3 separate regions of the Mus musculus genome follow, and all the other regions are linked to region 2. The links are chromatin contacts, called in public Hi-C and promoter capture Hi-C maps. All regions are on one chromosome and are shown on one strand. The core of a region is the stretch at or near the end of the contact, and the rest is flanking DNA. Distances in the headings are between cores, read along the strand shown. Region 1 has its middle 71 kb from the start of Gm42228. Region 2 holds the start of 2700038G22Rik (RIKEN cDNA 2700038G22 gene). Region 3 has its middle 24 kb from the start of AI506816.

Region 1 (3,225 bases), core at 406-2,905, 73 kb before region 2:
GTTTTCTGCCAAAGGTCTAATGTTTGTAAATGGTCTGAAAAATCTGAGTGTTCTCTTTGATTTAAATGGATTTCTATTTACATTTAATGATACTACTTTTTCTTGGTCTAACTCCCTCTAACCTTTAAATAAGTCAATTACCTCAGAAACATTTCTGCAATTTAGAAGTGGTCCTGCCAAATTAATTTTGTGTGGCGGTACCCCCTTAATTAAAATTCTTTTGAATTGTGGTATAATCAGAGCATCCTGTGATGTGTCTACTTCATTATGTATAAACCACAGTACTCCTAGTTGCCTCATGAGCTGAATGGCCTCTTGGAAAGTGTTCCATTTTGCTGCTTCCTCACGTTGTGTAAGGTCTAAAGATGGAAATGCGCATCTCCAGGCTGTGGTTATCCAGTCCAGGAGAAGGTGTACATCGCCTGGAGCAGTGCCTAGGACTCGCTCTAAAGCTTCATACACTGCTGGGTTTCTACTATATTCTTAATTTTCCTCACCTCTGACTCTGACAGCGTGACCGTGTCTATCCTTTTCCCCTGAGCTTTATCATAAAGGATGCATCCTCCATTCCATCTGGACGTATTCTTTTCTCGACTGACTTAGTTCTTGAGGAGTGTATGGTCTCATTTCTATTTGTTGCTCAAAATGCTCCTCATCATTGTTACCAAATATTGTGAATCTTGGAAGATGTCACTGGGAGGGATATGGCTGTCTTGCCCAGGCCCTGGGTTAGGACAGCATCTTTGAAAGGATTGTTTGCCACCCCCATTTCTTAGTTCCTCTACGGTTTTCATCAGTATTGCTTGCACTTCTTTACTAGCCGCATGCTCTAGAGTGGCTCTACTATTGGTGGACTTGTTAGAAGGACCTCAATCTTCACTTCTTTAAACCCAGCTTTCCTTTTGGCCTTATTCTTTGTTCCAAACCATTTCCTCTCTGTGCGATCCGTGGCATCTGGACTCACTTTCATGGCTTTGAAGCCAGTAAGTAGTTTCTTCATTCTAGTGTTACATACATTAGGGAGTATAGAACTTAAATTTTTTATATAACACCCAAAGTTAGTTTGGGGTGAGTTTCTTATTACTTTTTCCAATAATTTATCTGCCCTTCTCACCAGGCTTGTGGCCAACCAATCTTTCCTGGGTGGGTTTCCCTGCACCTTCTGCTCTTCCTACGGCATAGGCAGCAGTTGGCATCAGGTGTTGGTAACAGTAGTGATGAGTCCCTCACTTCTGGCTCTTCCTATGTCGTAGGCAGCAGCTGGCTTTGGAGTGATGGTCCCTTCTTTCACTATCTCCCTTAGAGCTCTGCCTAGTTCTGCTCCTGGACTGCAATTAATTTTGTATGACCAAAGGCTTGTTGCCAATTTGCTGAAATTTAGAATAATTAGGACTATTATGGTCCTTAGAGGGTTCATTTTTCTTCTCAGGGTTCCATCTTGAAGGTAGAATCCTGTCAACTATGCCAACTATCATGAGTCATGTCCAGCTTAAGGCTGGGAAGGACAGACAGAGTCTAGATCTCAAGGTTTATTCACTACAATAAGCATCAGTTCACAACATACACGTGGGGTAGCTGACTCAGAAGCAGGTGGCAGAGGGGCCTCACAGGCAAGGCTTGCAATCTGTCTGTTGTCTGTGTGTCTCAGGCAGGGACTCCTTACTCTGGATCCTCTTATCTCTGTGCAGCCAGGGTAGCAGTCAGTTGTGTTAGTCAGTGTTCTACTCCACCACTGGCATGGCCACCGGGGAGGTGAAATGCAGGGAGCTTGACTGCTTTTATCCCAAGCCCAGTGCTGGGCTTTAGAGAAGAGCCTAGACACCACTCCGACTCCGGGAGTGGGAGAATACAGTCTGAGATGTGGGAAGCCAAAGCTGGTATTTCCCAACCCCAAGACATCTAATCGCTGCTAGAGTGCCACACAGAGGAGCGGGAACCCACGACGAGGGGGAAGGGATGGGAACTTTGGCTTAGCTCATTGGCAAAGGTAGAAGCAGTTGCCTGGAAATGCAGAGAAGCCGAGGCTCTACAGGCAAAGGCTTTCTCCACGCTCCCCATGGTGGATGAAAGAGACAGTCCTCGGTTCCAAACTAGTTATTGGTTGTTCATTGTGGAAAATGGATGCGTACCACCTTCTCAGGGGGGACCAGAGATTAAATACCTTCTGCAAGGAGGAATATCCAGGAAGGGAAGCTTATTGACTAAACCCTCAGGGCCTCTAGGTACCTCATTAGCAAGTAGAGCTCTGTTCTGGGGCAATGTGACCACAGATCTGTTTCCTTATGTGGGAAGTGTGGCACGTTCCAGGCCAGGAATCTGGCAGGGAGCTGCCTACGGACTCAGGTGTGTACCCCGAGTTTCCGGAGACTCAGACCCACTCTACCGAGTTTCCTAGCAAGGTCCACTGTCCCACAAGTTGTTTTCTGGTTAGAGGGCAAGACAGCACAACACTCTTCACTGTCGAGCATCAAGGTCTCTGCCTGTCGGCTGCCAGCCTCTGCTTTCATTAGCTACAAGCTAGCATTACATCATTACATAGCACTTCATTCTTATCTGCTACACACAGAGCTGACATGAGCTGCAGAGCTGGCGTGAGCTGGCTGCTCATCCAACTTTTATCTCCTACACACAGCTGACATGAGCTAGCAGCTCCTTGATATAACATCCAACTCAGTCCTGTTCTTATTTCTTATTTACATTCTGTCTGCACACAGGGAGTCTCAGCTGTGGCTTCGGCTGGCTAGTTTGATGGCAACAAGCTAGTCATCTGAGAGGAAGACACCTCAACTGATAAAATGCCTCCATTGCGCTACAGGCAAGCCTGTAGGGCATTTTCTTAATTAATCATTGATAGAGGAGGGCGGGGCCCAGGCCATTGTGGGTGGGGCCATCCCTGGGCTGGTGGTCCTAGGTTCTATAAGAAAGTGGGCTGAGCAAGCACCAGGGAACAAACCAGTGAGCAGCACCCTTCCATGGCCTCCTCATCAGCTCCTGCCTCCAGGTTCCTGCCCTGTGTGAGTTCTACCCTTTGATGATGAACTGTGATATGGAACTGTCAGTGAAACAAACCCTTTCCTCCCCGCGTAGCTTGTGGTCATGGTGTTTCATCACAGCACAGGTGGGTTACCCTGCGGAGGGCACTGCCTGCTGCTCTCCAGGCCTTGCCTGGTCTACATCACACATTCCGTGCTTACCATTCTGTACAAAACAATTTTTCAATTCCCT
Region 2 (3,040 bases), core at 270-2,769:
CAAAAGAAAAAAGAACCAGCACTGTTACAAGCAGCAGCCACAGCTTCCTTCAGAAAGGACCTTCCTGGTGGCTCCTAGCTGCATCTGGTGATGGAAGGCCTGCCTCTGACTAGCATTTATTCCTGCACAGAGCTCTAATCTTCATACTGCTGACAGCTGGGAGTCCATTTTATTCCCTCTGGGCCATCTTTCCCACTATTTCCACCCCAGAAGCAAAAACTCTTAATGTTTAGAAGCAAATAGTACTGCAGGTAATAGCAGTACTCTTCCTTTAAGAAAGTGAAACATTTTCTCTGATTTCAAAACCAGAAGCAGCGTCAGATGTGTCTCCTGAGCCTGAATGAGGAAGGGAAAAATAACTCCTTACCTTAGAAGGTGGCTCATGCTGCCCTTCACTCTCGAAGGGGCTCAACAGAACCCTAACCTCTAACGGAAAGAAAACTACAACACAGGGAACTTGTTTACAAGAGCCCACAAGCCTATTTTTCCTCTAAAATGTCCTTTACCAGGCACAGTGGCTTATGTCCATAAATGCCAATACTTAGGGTCCTAGAGCACAAATATTCTCTGGGCCAGTATGACAATCTGTCTCAATAATCTAATAATCTTTTAAAAAGATTTATTTCTTCTATATGAGTGCACTGTTGCTATCTCCAGACAACACCAGAGGAGGGCATCAGATCTCATTACAGATGGTTGTGAGCCACCATGTGGTTGCTGAGAATTTAACTCGGGAACTCTAGAAGAGCTGTCAGTACTCTTAACCACTGAGTCATCTCTCCAACCATGATATTTACTTTTAATTGGTGTCTCAATCAGTCACCTCTTAAACAGGGAGGACTCCTGGGTGCTCGCTAAACACCTATACCCGGTCTTAGGAATTCCAAATCACGATTCCTAAATCATTGCTTATAAGTCACCTTGCTTAAGTGCTAATCCAGTGGCTCAGATTTCTCCCAGGACCCAAAACCCAGACAGGCTGGGTCTGTGTCAGCAGTAGGGTAATCCAGGTCCTGTAGGCAGAGGTCCCTGCTGGACTCGGTTGCAGGTATCCGCCTGAATATACCCTCAAACCTTAAAACAAATGAGCACAAAACAAAAAGCCCAGCCTTTGTGCCAAGCAGCAATTAAAGGACACGTGCGGCGGCGAGGACGCGCCTGCGTGGGCGAAATCACCCCTGCCCTTGCTGACACTGGGATTATCCTGCCTCCTGCTACTTTCCGAGCTCTGATCTCATTCGCTTCCTAAATAGTCGATGTCCCCGTCATCGGAGTCCTGGGCGGGCGGGAAGCCCCGAGTGTGCCCAGGACCCGGGCTGTCCGGACGCCGCGCCTCCATCCGAGAGGGGACAAATCCGGGCAGCGCAAGGCTGATCGCCTGTCCCACACAGAAGGGACGCGTATGGGCAGGGACCCGCGCCACGGGCGAGCGCCGTGAAAATCGCCAAGACCACGTGGCGTGGTCCTGGGACTCGCAATGGGGAGAGTACTTACCAGGAGCGCGCCGCGGCGGAAGAGCTGGGCGCCAGGGCGGGACCGAGTTTAAAACCGACCGGACATTGAGCACCGGGGCTCAGCCAACCAGAGTGGCCCAGCGCCCCTCCTGCCCGCCCCTTCCCCCGTTCCCGCCTGACTCCAGCGCCGGCCCTCACGCGCCCCCTGGCGGCACCAGAGCCACTGGCCCCGCCCGCTTCCCCAAAAAGACTTAAACTATGTCTGTCTGTGATATTTGCATGTGCTCAAAATGCCAGACATAGGTGTCAGCTTCCCTGGAGCTGGACTCACAGACAGCTGTGAGCCTCCTAAATTGAATGCTGGGAACTAAATTCAGGTCCTCTACAAGAACAGAACACTGTTTAAGCGGCAAACCATCTCTCTAGCCATGTAAAAACAAAACGTAAACCAACCAAACAGACCAAAACATCCGCCATTAAATTCCTGCTACATCCTGCCACAAGTAAGCCACCTTTTATTTCTCCTTATAGCAACAGCCCTCAAAAGAGTTGCCTACTCTTTGTGTGCTCTTGGTATGTTAAGCGTCACAGGCCACTGAGGAACTGAAAAGTAAGACACCACCATGGTACCACTTACACACTTATCAAAACGCCTGCACCCCAGACCCCACTCATCCATTGCTTGTGGGAACGCAAGAGGAGAATTCAGAAGACAGTGGTGTAAGAAGGAACCAACTGAAGCCATTTGGAACAGGCCTTAACTCAAAGTTTAAGTTCCCAAGACCTCCCTGGGTAACTGACTTCCTGCTTGGTGAGTAGAAGCATGGATGCTAGGTGAGTGCACTTCAACATGAACGCTGCAGTTGAGTCCTGTAGGAACAGAGTAAGTGCACCACAAAGACGTGCTCTTAAGGAAGTCCCCTACCCCTAAGTCCTGATTGGTGGGATAACTTAGCACAGACGTTTATGGATTTCAAGCTTAAAAGCCCCGTACCATTCTGGCTTGGGGTTGCAGTTCAGTTCCTGAGTCTCTTCTATGGCCCTGATTGATCAGCAGCAGCCCGAGTGCAATACATCTTTGTCATCTGCTTAAATACTTACTAAGATGTTCGAAGACGCAGTCAGACGGAGTCTGTGCTGCTGTTCCTAACTGGTTGATTTTTGCTGCCTAATTCAAATAAAGATCTTGCTTTGGGGGGACTCTTGAACCTGCTCGGGTTGTTTTGGATTTTTAGACCCCAACACAAGAACATATCTATAGGCACCTTAAACTGTTTCTCTATTTGTTTCTCAGTATGTGTACGTGAGTGTCTTTGTGTTTGTGCTCGTGTTGCCCATGCACGTGGAGGTCACAGGTTGGTGTTTCTTTCCCTCAATTATTCTCCACATTATTTTTTGAGACAAGTTCTATCACTGGGCGTCACTGACTCAGCTAGACTCTTCACTAGTCCTCCCCGCCCTGCAGAGGTCTCTGCAGCCTGCATGGGCATCAGAGAGAGGAGCCTTGGGAGGTGAGGATACAAGGCAGGTCAGCTCCACAGGGCTCAGTGGTCAGCGCTGACAAAACTTTGGCAGTCAGACCTCAG
Region 3 (3,317 bases), core at 62-2,561, 110 kb after region 2:
TAATATCTGCATTGAAAGATGTTAAGATATAAAGCATGACACTTCCACCCTAGAGGGGAACACTGGCCTGAACACTCTGCTAGCATGGGGGCAGGGGTCGGGGGAGGGGTAGCCTAAGAATGAGTCTTGGTCAAACTGTGGTTTGGTTTATCATCTCAGGACTGGTCAGGGGTCACTGCTGCCTAAGCAACAGACAAGACTGTCCACACAAGATCTTTGTTTATCAGATTTGTAGTTTCTGGGATTCAAGGTAATGACACAGGAGGCTGACTAACAGCAAAATGAGCAGATTCAAAATAGAGACTGTTGGGCTGGCGAGATGGTTCAGTGGGTTAGAGCACTGACTGCTCTTCTGAAGTTCCTGAGTTCAAATCCCAGCAACCACATGGTGGCTCACAACCACCTGTAATGAGATCTGACGTCCTCTTCTGTTGTGTCTGAAGACAGCTACAGTGTACTTATTAATAATAATGAATAAATCTTTGGGACTGAGCAAATGGAGTTGACCTGAGTGGGGTGACCAGAGCAACCAGAGCAAGCACAGGTCCTAAAAATTCAATTCCCAACAACCATATGAAGGCTCACAACCAGCTGTACATGTACATACAATAAATAAATAAATCTTTTTTTAAAAAATAGAGACTGTTGCAGAAAATATTTAAAAAGGAACTAGCACAAACCCGAGCTAGTGCCAGCAACTCTCTGCCAAAGCAGCCTGGCCGGCCATGCACTGATGGGCAATGGGCGACCTGTTTTTATCTCATGGAGACTCTGACTCAGTGCTCCAAAATCTCTCCACCCAGCTCACTAAGTACCCACTGGCACTGGCAGTCACTACCAGGCCAATCCCGTGCTTCAAATCCCCCACGGCCTTTGTGGTGCACATCTGGCAAACACACCTTGCCCAGTACCTTTCTCTCTTGAACTCGGGCAAGTCACCACGTGAAGAAAAACACAGCACAAACTTAGTTCAGAAACGACGGTAACTCAATCATTGGGCACAGCAACTAAAATCCTAATCCTGTAAGTCTTATTAAATCTAAATCCTCTAGTGGCAAATCCTGATGGATCTGCCACTGAAACCAGGAGACATCTTGTCCTCACATTATCCCATCCAAAAGGACCTAACTCTCTCCTGCTTCCTCTCTTCCTCCATCCAACCTGGAAGTCCCGCCTACTCGCCCAGTGATAGATTCCTTTATTCATTAGGGAATTGGTTCACAAGAAGTCACTTAAGTATTTGACTCACTCCTTGTCTGCAACCCCTCCTAGGAGAGCAGAATTAGCATCAAAATACAAACAGTACCAGGCCCATCCTCAAGCGGAGGCAGAGATGCCAAATGTTTAATCCTGATTAGTTACGCATTAGACCTAAGTGGAGGCAGAGATGCCAAGTGGTAACCCATTAGACCTAAGTGGAAAGTTGGTGTCTTTAAGCAAATTCTCTCTCCAAGTCCTTGTTATAAACCCACACCACCTAGGCTCTGACTTCCCTCAGTGTCTTACAATATAATTCTAACTCTGTCCACAGAGAGCTCATCTCAACACTGCTCCTATTCGGATCATCATGAGCCCATATTTCTTACTTCTTACCAACTTGTTTTCCATAAGAAATTCCTATGGCTCCCACCTTCAGATATAAAAGTGTGTGAGAGCAGCTCACAGCACAGGATACAACACTGCTGGCAGGTTTATTATACAGGACGTAATTCAGGAATAGCAAGACTGGGAGATACATAATGAAAGCTAGAGGGAGGAGACTAGAATTTCCGGGCAAACAGCACCCCAGTGTAATCACTGCATCCCACAGTCCAGGGGTTTTTTTAGAGGTTCTGCCACAGACGCATGAATGGCCAAAATCTAATGTTGGCTTAAGTCAGTCCTTGCTTCCTGAAGAGACACTGAAATTCCACTCCTCCCATCCAACCTGGCTAGTTTCCCTGGCAACAAGCCCAAATGCTGTGGTCATTTCAGATCCTGGAAGGTACTTTTTATGAATAGCTATTTATTTGTTTTTCTTTTATGTCTATAAGCATTTGCCTACATGGATGACGTGTATCACATGTGCACAGTGCCCATGGAGGCCAGAAGAGAGTCAGATCCTCGAGAACTAGAGTTGCAGGCAGTTGTGTACCACAAGTGGGTGCTGGGAATTGAACCCAGGGCTTCAGGAAGAGCTGCTAGTGCTCTTAGAGCACTGAGCCATCTCCCCACCCCCAGCAGCTGTTTCTTGTCATTTAAGAAACTCAAGGGTTTCAGGAGCCCTATGCCAGAGTTGAAAAAGGCCAAATTCACGTTTTGTTATAAATTCTAACATCACAAATATGTAGTTTTAGCCGGTCGTGGTGGTGCATGCCTTTAATCCCAGCACTCGGGAGGCAGAGGCAGGTGGATTTCTGAGTTCGAGGCCAGCCTGGTCTACAGAGTGAGTTCCAGGACAGCCAGGGCTACACAGAGAACCTGTCTCGGAAAAAAAAAAAAAAGTAGTTTTAAATCATGATAAATGCTGTGAAGAATATTCAACAAGAAAGAGAATGAGGAGGTGGTAAGAAAGTGTTGTACTGAGTCGTTCAGCAAACCTCTCAGGAGAGCTCAGATGAGAGCATGAGACAGAAGAGCTGAGCCAGAGGCCCTGGAAGGAAGCATGCACAGTCTGCTGGGGCAGAAAGAAAAGAAATCCAAGTGCTGGGATCAAAGGCGTGCGCTACCACGCCGGACCAGGGCATTTTCTTGATATGGGAATGCCAGCCCACGGTGGGCAAGGCCACAGCAGGACAAGTGGTCCTAGTGCAAGGCAAGTGGTGTAAGAAAGCAGGCCACAGAGAGCAGCCAGCATGCAGTGCTCTTCCGTGGCTTCTGCTTCAGTTCCTGCCTCACGAGGACTGTAAGCTGTGAGATACACTAAACCCTTTCCTCCAGAGTTGCTCCTAGTCTTGGTGCTTATCACAGCAATAGAAAGCAAACTGAGACGTGGGGAGTATGCCTTGGAAGTCTGGATTTCCAGTTGAGGTCAAGAGAAAACAGTGGTTGTGACCAGAGCATCATAGATGGATACCTCCTTAGCACCACAGTCATAGAGACTTTATATTTTTTTAAAGACAGGGTCTCATTTAGTCTAAGGTTGAACTCCAACTCAGTGTATAGTGAGGCTGACCTTATGTTTATGATTCTCCACCATCCACTTGTCTGTCTGTCTTTTTCCCTTTCTTTCTTTCTTTTTTTCTTCCTTCCTTCCTTCCTTCCTTCCTTCCTTCCTTCCTTCCTTCCTTCCTTCCTTCCTTCCTTCCTTCCTTCCTTCCTTCCTTCCCTCCCCTCTC

Evidence for each region. Promoter capture Hi-C pulls out the DNA fragments that hold promoters and counts their contacts. Hi-C and Micro-C count contacts between places; a contact is called where the count stands out from the background.
Region 1: a Hi-C map of the G1E-ER4 cell line shows a contact between it and region 2, with 2.0 times the contacts expected there. The contact joins the enhancer-like site here to the promoter of 2700038G22Rik in region 2. A contact is called at or near these places in 5 of 39 promoter capture datasets (the 3T3-L1 cell line, the HPC-7 cell line, embryonic stem cells and 2 more), 4 of 484 Hi-C or Micro-C datasets (the G1E-ER4 cell line, bone marrow-derived macrophages and nephron progenitors), 3 of 115 datasets of contacts at active chromatin or transcription factors (bone marrow-derived macrophages and embryonic stem cells) and 1 of 9 other capture datasets (adipose tissue).
Region 3: a contact with region 2 is called in a promoter capture Hi-C map of embryonic stem cells, with 5 times the contacts expected there. The contact joins the enhancer-like site here to the promoter of 2700038G22Rik in region 2. A contact is called at or near these places in 3 of 39 promoter capture datasets (all in embryonic stem cells), 1 of 15 datasets of contacts at CTCF or cohesin (the NIH/3T3 cell line), 1 of 484 Hi-C or Micro-C datasets (embryonic stem cells), 3 of 115 datasets of contacts at active chromatin or transcription factors (all in embryonic stem cells) and 2 of 9 other capture datasets (adipose tissue and liver).

The regions. Positions count from the first base shown.
Region 1 is chr5:23,922,386-23,925,610 of GRCm38.p6, reverse strand. It overlaps a transcript of Fam126a not described here. Among named protein-coding and RNA genes, the nearest start is that of Gm42228, 71 kb to the right of the region's middle. Within about 2 kb of position 1,655, at least 46 of the 459 cell types and tissues checked have an H3K27ac peak or open chromatin away from gene starts, as enhancers often do. A contact at or near this core is called in the G1E-ER4 cell line and the HPC-7 cell line, where this site is marked.
Region 2 is chr5:23,849,076-23,852,115 of GRCm38.p6, reverse strand. It overlaps 2700038G22Rik (RIKEN cDNA 2700038G22 gene), which reads right to left and starts at 1,519. Exons shown (of 4, transcript NR_045042.1): 1 at 1,495-1,519. Gm42228 (a long non-coding RNA gene) reads left to right here. Exons shown (of 2, transcript XR_880875.3): 2 at 1,986-2,662.
Region 3 is chr5:23,735,190-23,738,506 of GRCm38.p6, reverse strand. No RefSeq gene overlaps it. Among named protein-coding and RNA genes, the nearest start is that of AI506816, 24 kb to the right of the region's middle. Within about 2 kb of position 1,311, at least 13 of the 459 cell types and tissues checked have an H3K27ac peak or open chromatin away from gene starts, as enhancers often do. A contact at or near this core is called in embryonic stem cells, where this site is marked.